Linked DNA regions of Mus musculus: regions 1 and 3 are each linked to region 2. A link is a contact called in public Hi-C and HiChIP or PLAC-seq data. All regions are on one chromosome and are shown on one strand. Each heading gives the region's core, a stretch centred on a gene start, on an enhancer-like site or on the middle of the called end of the contact. The rest is flanking DNA. Distances are from core to core; before and after follow the strand shown.

The links. Hi-C and Micro-C count contacts between places; a contact is called where the count stands out from the background. HiChIP or PLAC-seq counts read pairs in DNA pulled down with a chosen protein or histone mark.
Region 1: an H3K4me3 HiChIP or PLAC-seq map of bone marrow-derived macrophages shows a contact between it and region 2, with 3 times the contacts expected there. The contact joins two enhancer-like sites. A contact is called at or near these places in 3 of 115 datasets of contacts at active chromatin or transcription factors (bone marrow-derived macrophages, effector CD8 T cells and pancreatic cancer cells) and 1 of 9 other capture datasets (adipose tissue).
Region 3: a contact with region 2 is called in a Hi-C map of bone marrow-derived macrophages, with 29 read pairs. The contact joins two enhancer-like sites. A contact is called at or near these places in 4 of 39 promoter capture datasets (embryonic stem cells, hippocampal neurons and liver), 1 of 484 Hi-C or Micro-C datasets (bone marrow-derived macrophages), 3 of 115 datasets of contacts at active chromatin or transcription factors (bone marrow-derived macrophages, double positive thymocytes and pancreatic cancer cells) and 3 of 9 other capture datasets (adipose tissue, liver and pancreatic islet).

Annotation. Positions count from the first base shown.
Region 1 is chr11:119,691,458-119,695,299 of GRCm38.p6, forward strand. The region is part of intron 3 of Rptor (regulatory associated protein of MTOR, complex 1); the gene reads left to right. Among named protein-coding and RNA genes, the nearest start is that of Rptor, 90 kb to the left of the region's middle. Within about 2 kb of position 1,689, at least 21 of the 459 cell types and tissues checked have an H3K27ac peak or open chromatin away from gene starts, as enhancers often do. A contact at or near this core is called in bone marrow-derived macrophages, where this site is marked.
Region 2 is chr11:119,862,229-119,865,737 of GRCm38.p6, forward strand. It overlaps Rptor (regulatory associated protein of MTOR, complex 1), which reads left to right. Exons shown (of 34, transcript NM_028898.3): 21 at 3,324-3,442. Among named protein-coding and RNA genes, the nearest start is that of Rptoros, 30 kb to the left of the region's middle. Within about 2 kb of position 1,278, at least 167 of the 459 cell types and tissues checked have an H3K27ac peak or open chromatin away from gene starts, as enhancers often do. A contact at or near this core is called in bone marrow-derived macrophages, where this site is marked.
Region 3 is chr11:119,727,914-119,731,261 of GRCm38.p6, forward strand. The region is part of intron 4 of Rptor (regulatory associated protein of MTOR, complex 1); the gene reads left to right. Among named protein-coding and RNA genes, the nearest start is that of Rptoros, 100 kb to the right of the region's middle. Within about 2 kb of position 1,603, at least 11 of the 459 cell types and tissues checked have an H3K27ac peak or open chromatin away from gene starts, as enhancers often do. A contact at or near this core is called in bone marrow-derived macrophages, where this site is marked.

The DNA.
Region 1 (3,842 bases), core at 439-2,938, 170 kb before region 2:
ACTTCCTTTTTATCTGGTTCTGTTCCCTGCTCCTGCATGGTTTCTCACAATTCCCCCAGACTCAGCCTGACTTTGAATTTTCTAGTGCTCTTGACCTTTCCACTAGCGTTGCTGTGCTGGTCTCTACTGCCTCTTGACAGCTGTTCACACTTCGAATCTCACCTTTGATGACATTTCCTTTGGAAGCTGTTCCTGAAACTTTAATCCTAACTACAAAAAAAACCCAAAACAATACAACAACAACAACAAAACAACAACACCTACTCAAGCTAGGTTTGATGGGCACATGCCTTTAATCCCACTGTTGAAGAACTCAAGAGGCAGAGGTCTCTCTGAGTTTGAGGACAACCAGGGTTACAGAGTGAGTTCTAGGACATCCAGGATTACACAGAGAAACCCTTGTCTCAGAAAACTTAAAGAAAAGAAAAAGGAAATAGAAAAACACCTGAGTAAGCCCTAGGAACCACGCTGCTGCTTTGTTCCCATAGCTGCTGTTCTTGCTTTTTTATTATTATCTATTATATCTTTATTATTGCTGTGAATATGCAATTACCAAGGTAACATATAAAAGAAAGCATTGGGGGCTTGTTTACAGTTTCACAGGGTGAGTCTATGACATCATGGTGGGAAGCAGTGCTGCAGGCAGTCATGGTGCTAACCGCATTAGCTAAGAGCTTATATGCTGATCAGAGAGAGAAGACTGGGCCTGAAATCCCAAAGGCCAACCTCAGTGACACACCTCCTCCAACAAGGCCACACCTCCTAATCCTTCCCAAACAGTACCACCAGCTAAGGAGGGCCTGGGGACATTCTCATTCAAACTGTCATACACTAGCCTAGAACTCACTGTGCAGACTAGGCTGGCCTTAAACTCTTTAAAGATCTCCTGTGCCACCTTGCTCCACTCCACTGTATTTTTAGAGTCAAGGTCTCTGACTGAACCAGGATCTCAGTGAGTCATCAAAACTTGCTGCTCACCGAGCCCCAGGGGTCCTCTTGTCTTTACCTCCAAGCTCTAGAATTGTAGGCATGAGACACCACACCTTGCTTTACAAAAATAACACGTGAGTTCTAAGGATGTGAACTGAGGTTCCCCAGCATGTTCAGCAAGCACTTTACTGACTGAACCCCAGCCAGGTGATGCCCCTTGTAAATGTGCATCCTCCAGGAGGTGATGGAGTGGGCGAATTCCACTCTGGAATCTGGACATAAAAGTAAGGGTGAGGGACATGGCTCTGAGTGAAAGTGCTTACACAGGAGTGAGCGCCTGAATGTGGATCCCCAGAACCCTCTTCAAAGGCAGGGCGTGTCACCATAGGCCTGACTTCCCATTGCTGTAAGACAAAGGCCTTCCTGGCTAGCTAGTCTAGCTGTCAGTGAGCTCAGGAGTAGCGAGAGACCCATGTGAGTGAAACCAAGGTGGAGAGTGATGAAGAAAGATCACAGTGCCAACCAAGTATGTATAGAGTGAAAATAGAGGGACAGCAAGTGGGGCTGTGCCTGTCACAAGGCTGAATGGAGGGGGTGGGGCCCTTGTGCTGTTGAGCCTGTGAGGACACATGAGCAGACAGAGTCACCACAGGATTAGGTGGTCGTCTGTTTTGCCAGTTTCTTCCTCTGCTTGGGTTAGACTCTTCCAGAGATGTTTCCTGTTTTTTGAGCTGTTGCTGTTTTCTGCTCCTTGCTCTTAAGTAATGTTTTTTGTGGTGGCATCTGGTGAGGTGACTCTGGGGTGCTGTGTCTAGCAGTGGTTTTGTCCTCCTTGACCACTCACAGGCCCCTGGTGATTACCCTTCTTCCTATATTTTTCCTCTGGTTGACAGATTTTTCACTGTGGACTGGAATGTACTTTCTGGAGGCCAGAGGCAGGAGCATGCCGGTCACTGTCACTGTTCTCTCTATGTCCAATTCCACCTGATATAAAGCATTCACAGAGGCAGCTGCCATGCTCCTGTCGGCTTTGTTCTGCCTCCTGTTAGTGCAGATGTTAAGATTTCCATTGCTGTGAGGAAACGCCATCAAAGCAACTTGGGGAAGAAAGAGTTCATCATTAAAGAAAGTCAGGATAGGAACTCAAGATGGCAGGAAACTGGAGGCAGGAGCTGATGCAGAGGCCGTGGCCAGTGCTGCTTGCTAGCTTGCTCAACATGCCTTGCTCAGCTTGCTTTTCTATAGAACCCAGGACCACCAGCCTAAGGATGGCTCCATCCATACTTACCTCCTTACCTCCCATCAATCACTAATTAAGAAAACACCCCACAGTCTTGCCTATTACCTGATCTTATACAGCCATTTTTTTACTTGAGTCCCCCCCCCCCCCCCCTTTGGCATCAAGTTGACAAAACCAGTCCACACAGTGTCTTTGTAGATATTCAGAATTTAAGATTTCTATCACAGTTTCTTTTGTTTCTAGTTTATTGCTTTAGTCTGAACATTACTAATTTTCACTATGGTAAAAATGACATACTTACTAACTATATCCCATTTTAAGGCCAGCTGGGTTAAAGGCTGTTGTAAGTGATTGGAACTGTGGAAGCAGAGGAGCCCTCAGAGTGGATTGTTGTTTCTCTGAAGTTTGCCATCTCCCTCCACACATGCAGTGTGGTGGCCAGCTCACCGTCACTCCCAGCATTTAGTGTGGGCCCAGGCAGAGTGGTAGCAAACTTAGGGCAGCCCTGACTGTTTGGTGTCCAGCGAGGGAAGGAGCCCAGGTGGTGCTGGGATATGACTCCTGGTTCTGCCCCGTTCTCTCACTCTCTTCTCACTGAATAGTGATGGCCTGAGTTTGGCTGAAGGCTCTGGTTTCCTAGCATCATTGTAGTTGTGCTTTTTACTCCAGCTATGTTTCAGATTTGTAGTAAATTATCTCCTTCAAACCTTGTCTCGTAACTTGATCCTTCCTCCCTCCCTGAGATATTCTTGACATGTTCTGTTTGCTGAGTTTAGCATTTCTGTACTAGTTCATGGCTGCATTCTTGGTCTTTTTGCTTCTTCTCACAAATGTCTGTTCTTTGGCTTCTTGCCCTCCCTGCACATAGTCTCCCTAACCTGAAACGTTTCTGATCCCCTGGACTCCTGTGACCGCCTGATGGAGCTTCCATCAGTGAGTGAGAGCCATGCCTCCCGTGGGAGTCCACCCAGATGCCCATCACTAGCTCTGCTCTGGACACATGGCACCAGATTTCTCTCTGTTGCCATAGCTGTAGCCCCTCTCATCTGCTGTCTCAGTGAATCCTGGCGTAGTAAGCAAGCATTTGGTGAGGGAGTGCCCACCTCACGTGGCCACTTGGCCACCAACTGAGATGCAGGAAAGAATGTGGTCATGCTCTCTTCTAATAAATAAACACTTGAATACTGCCTGTAAAACCGCAGACGCTCAGGTGACAATATATCTGTTGGATATATTGTTGAATTATCTGGTGCATGTCATTGTTCTTTATTGTATGTCACATCCCAGGGGATTTAGTGACTGAGCAAAGACCAGATTTTTCTGTGAGTGTATGTGTCAACCTGAAGACTTGTAAGATCCAGTGTCACACATATAAAGTGAGGTGACAGTGGCCATCACTATGCACAGGAAATACTGCTCACAACCTAGCAAGAGAGGTAAGTGGTCTCCTCAGAGCTACAACATTTGGGTTTTAACTTAGTTCCCCTTAGTACAACAAAAAGGGAGGCTACTCAGAAACGAAAGGCTAAGCAGTATGCTTGACCTTGCTGTGCCCAGAGGGCTGGTTGTTTATATAGTACCTCTATATAGTGCTCTGTTGCATGCAGTGGCCTGACCTGCTAGAGTTGAGCCCCACAGGGGCTAGGTTGGTACTTTCTTTGTTGTGCCTGCT
Region 2 (3,509 bases), core at 28-2,527:
AGTTAATGCTAGGAATGTAGCTCAGTGGGGGAGTGCTCACCTATCACACACAGTCCCTGCTGTGGTGACCAAAGCTTAGTGGGTCATACGAGGATGCTGAGGGTCAACTACAAAGACCATGCAGATGTTCCAGGGTCACTGGAGATAGGAGGCCAGAGCAGTGGGTCAGTATAACACCCCCCAAAGGTTCTATACATTAGGCCGACAGCTTAGACTCAGAAGGGAAGGTATAACTAGATTTACTCTGAAGCACCATGACAGGCGCACAAGGAAGAACAAATACAATGGCCACATACACACGCAGCCACCACCACCCACCACCGCCAGCCACTGCCACCACTCCCCCAGCCCTGGGACCTGTGTTTCTAAAGACTGGCAGAAGTCTTGGCCATTTCCAGATCATCAGAGGACCTGACCTCACTCTGCCAGCTCTTCAAGCCCTAGATGAGGACTCGCAGCCTCGTGTCTATACAGTCCTTTCCCAATAAGGCTCTGAGGTTCAGAAACAGCTGCAGAGCTCTGAGAGACTGCACTTCACCACATGCTATTCAGAAAGCTGTGGCCACTGCTCTGAAAATCAATCCTAGAACATCACGGTCTTTTATTACTTCTAGTCTAGACATGAAAATAGATCCTTAGCCCTTCTAGAGCTTAGCAAGTAGCAAGTTGCCGGCCAGGCCCAGTTCCTGCCTCTGCTTTGAGGCAGAACCCAGTGTCCTTACCTCAGTCCCATGGGCCCTGATCCGTGTGTGAGGGTGGCAGGTTGTATTTTGGAGATGTTAAGACAGGGCAGTTGATTTGGCAAGGAGCCAGGGAGAATCACTCCTGGCAAATCAGGGCTGATGTGAAATCAAGAGGTAATTTGTAACCACAGCTTCCCTTTCCACTAAAACAACTGTGCCTCCCATCCCAGTCAGAGGGTGGTAAAGCTTAGAGTTGTGTTCTCTGCTACGGTGTCACACAGAGCTCAACATCCACAGTCAGCCCAGTCATTGAAATAGGCTTTAAACTACACAGTAATATTTACAAGTGTCTCCCTTTCTCCATGTCCTGCACATTGTTAGACTTTTCTGGCAGTGTTCTGTGGGGTTCCTGATTCTAAAGGACTCCCCAGAGTTCTTTATTCTGTATCTGCCACCCCAGCCCATGAGGCCACAGGGGCTTTAGGACTCCACCTGTGACTACCTACTCTGTTCAGTGTCTGCTGAGTTTGGTCAGTAAGCTGAGGGAGGGAGGGAGGGCCTGAGCCCTCATTAGTCACGCACCAGCCCCTCCCCAGTCTGTGACGTCAGTCCGTCCGACATCTGAGTAACACGGTTCACCAGAAGCTTCGAGATAGATCCCTTACAGCTTGGTGCCACGTGGCAACTGAGCTTTGCAGGAAGCAGCGTGTCACTCCCCAGGAGGATGCCTGAGAGTACCAGAGGTAGCTGTGTGAGCACTTGCTGTCGCTTAGAGAGGCGCTGCCAACTCCATCTGAGTGGCCAGTTCCCTGTCTCTCAGGGGAAACTGAAAGCAGAACATGTGGCCCTGTCTCTAGAGTACACTGGAAGCCACCTCCTTCTCCTCTCCTCAGCTGCTGCTTAGCAACTCCATACCTCAGAGCTGGAAATCGGATCTGAGGACATTTCACCCAGAGAGATTCTAAGCTGATTGTACTAGTTTTCTTAGACTTTACTTGTAAATCTAGCCCAGTGTTTGGAACTGTAGAGTTTTAAGTTGAAATGTCAGTCCTCTACTTCTGAGTTGTAGCCACATGAGAGAGCACGGAGTGAGAAGGCTGCTTTCTTTGGATTTTCCTGCCACTGTGCAACCCAAGCTACATTCCTCCACCACATCCAGGCTTATCACAGGCCTAGGTCTCCTGGCACATGTGCCTTCCTACTTACTGCTTCCTGGGCTCACTGGAGGCTTAGAACTACTGACATCGAGTCTTTGCAGTCCTGTGTTGTCGCCTTATAGAGATGCCTGTCTCAGCTGGACACATGGCGTAATGGTTAGGAGCTCTCAGTGCTCTTGCGGGAGATGTGGGTTCCGTTCTCAGCACCTCTGATGCATAACTCCAGGTCCAGGGATCCTCCTTTGACTTCACTCGGTTCTTACATGCACATGGTGCTCATACAGACCTTCACACACACACACCACACATACCACACACACACCATACATACCACACACACACACCACATACACACACACCATTTTTTTAAATTAAATAATTATTTTTTAAATTCCTGTCTTAAGACTTAGCCCCTCAGTGACAGGCAGAAATGCCTTACTCAGCTCAAAAGAGAAGCTCTGTATTCAGGAGCTGAGGTGCAGCCCACTTGACCTCGGCACCCTCTTAGTGAGTGGGTATACATAGCTGCCATGGCTCAGGCTTTGCCCTACACAGCCCAGGATTAATGGAAGGGAAGTTGGATTCACTTCCCATCTATAGATGAGCACGCAAGTCAGCAGTCATTAGAGAGTGGACAAGCAGAGCTCAACAAGTAACAAAGTACATGTAGAGAGGGCAGTGGCCACAGCTGTGCATCCCACATAAACTGTACATCTGGCCATGCTGTCATCTAGGAACCTAGAACGAGGGAGGAGATATGCGTGGGAAACTAGGTGGTATTCTCTAAACAACAAAGTTATCCGAGTGCAGACCATTTTTTAGCCATTTTCCTTTAGAAAGCCCTGTCATCAAAAGATGAGACCTGCCTGCCAGGCATGGTGGTGTACCCAGCACATGGAAGACAGAGGCAGGTGGATTTCTGTAATTCAAAGGTAGCCTAATGTATATAGTGAGTCCCAGCTAGCCTTGATATACAATGAGGTCTGTTTCAAAAAAGGGATGGGGGGAATGAGACCTGTATGATAAAGCTTGTTTACTAAGAGAATTCTTTTTAACTTTGTGTGTGTCTGTGTATATGTGTCAGTGTGTGTTAGTGTGTATGTGTGTGTTTGTGTACATGTGTTAGTATGCGTCAGTGAGTGAGAGAGAGAGAGAGAGAGAGAGTGTGTGTGTGTGTGTGTGTGTGTGTGTGTGTGTGTGTGTGTGTGTGTGAATGCAGGTGTGCTATGCATGTGGTAGTAAGAGGGAATCAGTCCTCCCTTTCATGGTGTGGGTTCTGGGATTTGAGTTCAGTCGTCAGGCTCAATGGCAAGAGACTTCACTTGCTGAGCACTGGGAAGCTGCCTGCAGCCCCAGCTCTAAAGTCCTCCTTCCTGTCAGCATGGGGTGCTCAGAAAATAAACTACCTCAAAAGCCACCATCACATGCACAGGGATGGAGCTACTTGCTACTAAAAGATCTCCTGTTTGTTTCTCTCTTGTAGGAGTTTCTTTTAATAGTGTTTACACTCAAATTTGGAGAGTCTTACTGCATCTGGCTGCTGATCCCTATCCAGATGTTTCTGATTTAGCCATGAAAGTCCTCAACAGCATTGCTTACAAGGTATGTATATGAGAGATCGTCACTGAAGTGCTCACAGTTTTGCTTCTGTGTGAATATTCAAATAAGG
Region 3 (3,348 bases), core at 353-2,852, 130 kb before region 2:
ATCATCCTGTGAACTGTGGCTGTCTTTTCTAAATTTATGACTTGCTTTCTATTCTGTTTGCAGTGTCCTTTAAAGGACAGGAGTTTTTATGCTGAACAGGTCACACTCAGTGTTCTCTCTAGGGGCAACTGCACCTGACCTAGCCAACCATAGTTAGGCCTGTGATGGACCCTTTTCATATATAGCGTGAGATGGAATCTGCTTTTGTGTTTATAGCTCACTGTAAATTATTTATTTATTTTATATGTGTATAAAAGACACTAAAACCCAGTACTTAATTTATAAGCTGTAACACTGAATCGAGCAGGTTCCTACTATATTCAAACCATTTGCCCCTTGTCACCTGCTGTTTGAGGCCCACCTGGGCTGCTTTTCCATTAGCCTGTCCTCAGGGTCCACTTTTCCTGGCCATAGGCTCGTGATTCATCCAGCCTCATGGTAACTTCCTCTTCTTTCTGTCTTCTCCCTGCTACTCCGGCATCTCTCCTGAGTCACCTCACTCAATCCTCAAGTCCCGCCTTCCTTTCTCTACTGCCCAATCACATGCTCTAGCCTTTTATTAACTAATCAACTTTAAAATGGGAGCAAGGTTTACACACGAAGACCGTTGTCTATGAAAATGTACTCTGGACTGCAACTAGATCTTGGGTTGAGAATTTAGGGTTTGTATGCATAGCTCACTGCTACCTCCCCATCGATGCCAGCTTTGGCATGAGTCATCTCTGTCCTGGGCCAATCAGCAGTCTTGGTTTTCAGTGTCTTAGTTTGAGGAGACATAGGTACCCTTTGTTCTTCTTATTTGATGTTTCGGTTAATCTTGGCTTTTTGCTCTAATAAGAAAATACTAAGCCAGGCATGGAGGCGCACGCCTTTAATCCCAGCATTTAGGAGGCAGAGGCAGGTGGATTTCTGAGTTTGAGGCCAGCCTGGTCTACAAAGTGAGTTCCAGGACAGCCAGGGCTACACAGAGAAACCCTGTCTCGAAAAAAAAACAAAAACAAAAACAAAAACCAAAAAAAAAAAGAAAAGAAAAATTACTGAATACAGTCATCTGTTTCCGTAAGACTTTGGGGCTGGATGGCCCAGCAGTTAGAGCACTTGCTGTGCTTCCAGAGGACCTGGTTCAGTTCCCAGTGTCTATATTGTGGTTCATAATCACCTGTAGCATTAGCATCAGGGTTTAGCATCAGCACCTACATACATGTGACATACATACATTCTGTCTCTGTCTCTGTCTGTCTCTCTCCCTCTCCCCCTCCCTGCCCCCTCACACACACACACAAATAAGTAAATAAACAGGTAAGAATAAAAGTAGTTCTTAAGAAGAAAAGGCGTACTTGTTGGAATATGCTGTGTCTTTGGCTACAGGTGATCAGGCAGATCCTAGAAGATCATTACAGATGATCTTTTAGACTGTGATCATTTAAAATGCCTGTCAGGATATGATAGCTTTCTTGATAAAAGTGTAAGTTTCTTAATTTTCTTACTTGAGTATTCGGGAAGGACGTTCTCCAGACTCTTGTGGATTCTAATAGTTCCTCAGGGTGTAAAGTTGCTTCTCATTTGCAGACGAGCATTTTCGTTTCTTCTTTTCTCGCTTGTGCCTTGTATGTGTTGTTCTTGTTTTCCACTGCTGGCCTTTAAGAGAAGGAAACAGTAACTGGGCCCCCTTGTCTCTTTTGTGGCTTCCTGAGGAATACTCAGTCCTGTGGAGTCTGCAGGAGGCTTTTTGTGAGGAGGGGGAGGATGGAAACAATTATTTATCAAATTAAGAACTGTTCCTGCTTTATATCAGAGAATCATGATGAGGTACTGGCCTTCTAAAGCCTTTGTTTCGTTGTGTGTTAGATCTGTTACTGCTTGTTTTTGTTTGTATGTTAAAATTATGAGTAGATGTTGACTTTTCTAAAGTCCTTGGTTTGATGTATTTCTGTTAAGATGGTAGAATCCCTATTCTCCCTTAACTTATAAGGGACGGCATGATATCCTGTGACTCTGTATTAAATGCCACACACCTGTTCTTGAGATGGCTTATTTATCTCTGTGTATCGTCTGTTTCACACATGGTTTAATTCAGCTGGCTGGCTGGTTTTGTTTGTTTGTTTGTTTGTTTGTTTGTTTGTTTTAAAATCTGTGTTCCCTGTTGAGATTTTCCTGGATTTTTCTCTGTTCCAAGTAATCAATATTCTGTGGCTTGAGAAAACGAGTAGGGAATTTCCTTCTTGTCATAGGCTCTCAAGTGGTATTTATAAGACTCGAAGCATTGGATTGCCCAGGGCAGGGCAGACTGTTGTGTGAGGTCTCTGACTGCTGGTTTAGGGTCTTTCTTGGGTAGAAGTAGGTGTTCATTTTTTTCTGACCTTTTGAAGATTTCAATAAAGGTTTTGAAATTGTTGATACCTGTTGTTCAAAATACCTCCCTTGCCACCATGTGAGTCTAGGGAATGGTAGCAGTATATATTGTTCTTGGAGTTGAGCACACAGGCCTTCTTTGTTTTCTTAGTTATTACAGTGAGGGGTATGTGTGCCTTTTATCAGTCTTGTCAGGACTCCAGCTTTGATCTTTGAGGTCCTTCAAAAGGTAGGCAGGACAGTGACACATAACATATGCTGTGAGTGCTCTGTGCAGCAGTGTGCCCCTTACACGATGCTGGGAGCAAGGGTGTTTTCTAGCTAAACACAGTATTGTTAAATTGCCAGGGGTGTCACCCTCCTGTTCCACAGACTGGTTTATACAGAGCCTACACTCACACATCGCTCCAGCCATCCCACAGAATCTGCCCAAGCTCACTCCTGTGCGCACTCCCTAGTCTGACTCGCCGCTCAGTGTGTGCTGCTAGCATTCTGGTCCCCAGGTTCTCCTTGACTCTGGCTGCTTTAAAGTGAAGTTTTAACTTACTCATTTCTGTTGGTGAGTTAGACCAGTTTGGATCAGTCTTTAAAGGCATTAGTAGGCCTTCTTTTGTGGAATGCTTTATTAACTATACAGACAGTGAGCAGTCTAGAGCCTTCTGCTGGATTGGCTCTTGTCTCGAATTGCCAGGATTGATGAGCCATTATGGTGTGCTCTTGCTAGCCATGTCCTGCTTTATGCTCCTTCCTGTTGGTGTTGTGTAGTCTGGTTCCCACCGATGTGTCTCACAGATGTGCTTCCCCAGCGCTGGTGTCATTCAGAGCTCAATCACTGCCTCTCCACTGATGTTCTTCCTTTCTTCTTCCCTCCCTTCTTTTCTTTTTAGCTTTATCTTTCCCAGAATGCACTGTAGTTGGTGTCATCTATAAATATCCTTTCAGAGCGACCTCGCTTGCCTGGCCAGTTGGACTCAAGGCTCTTTCTCCACGGCTAGA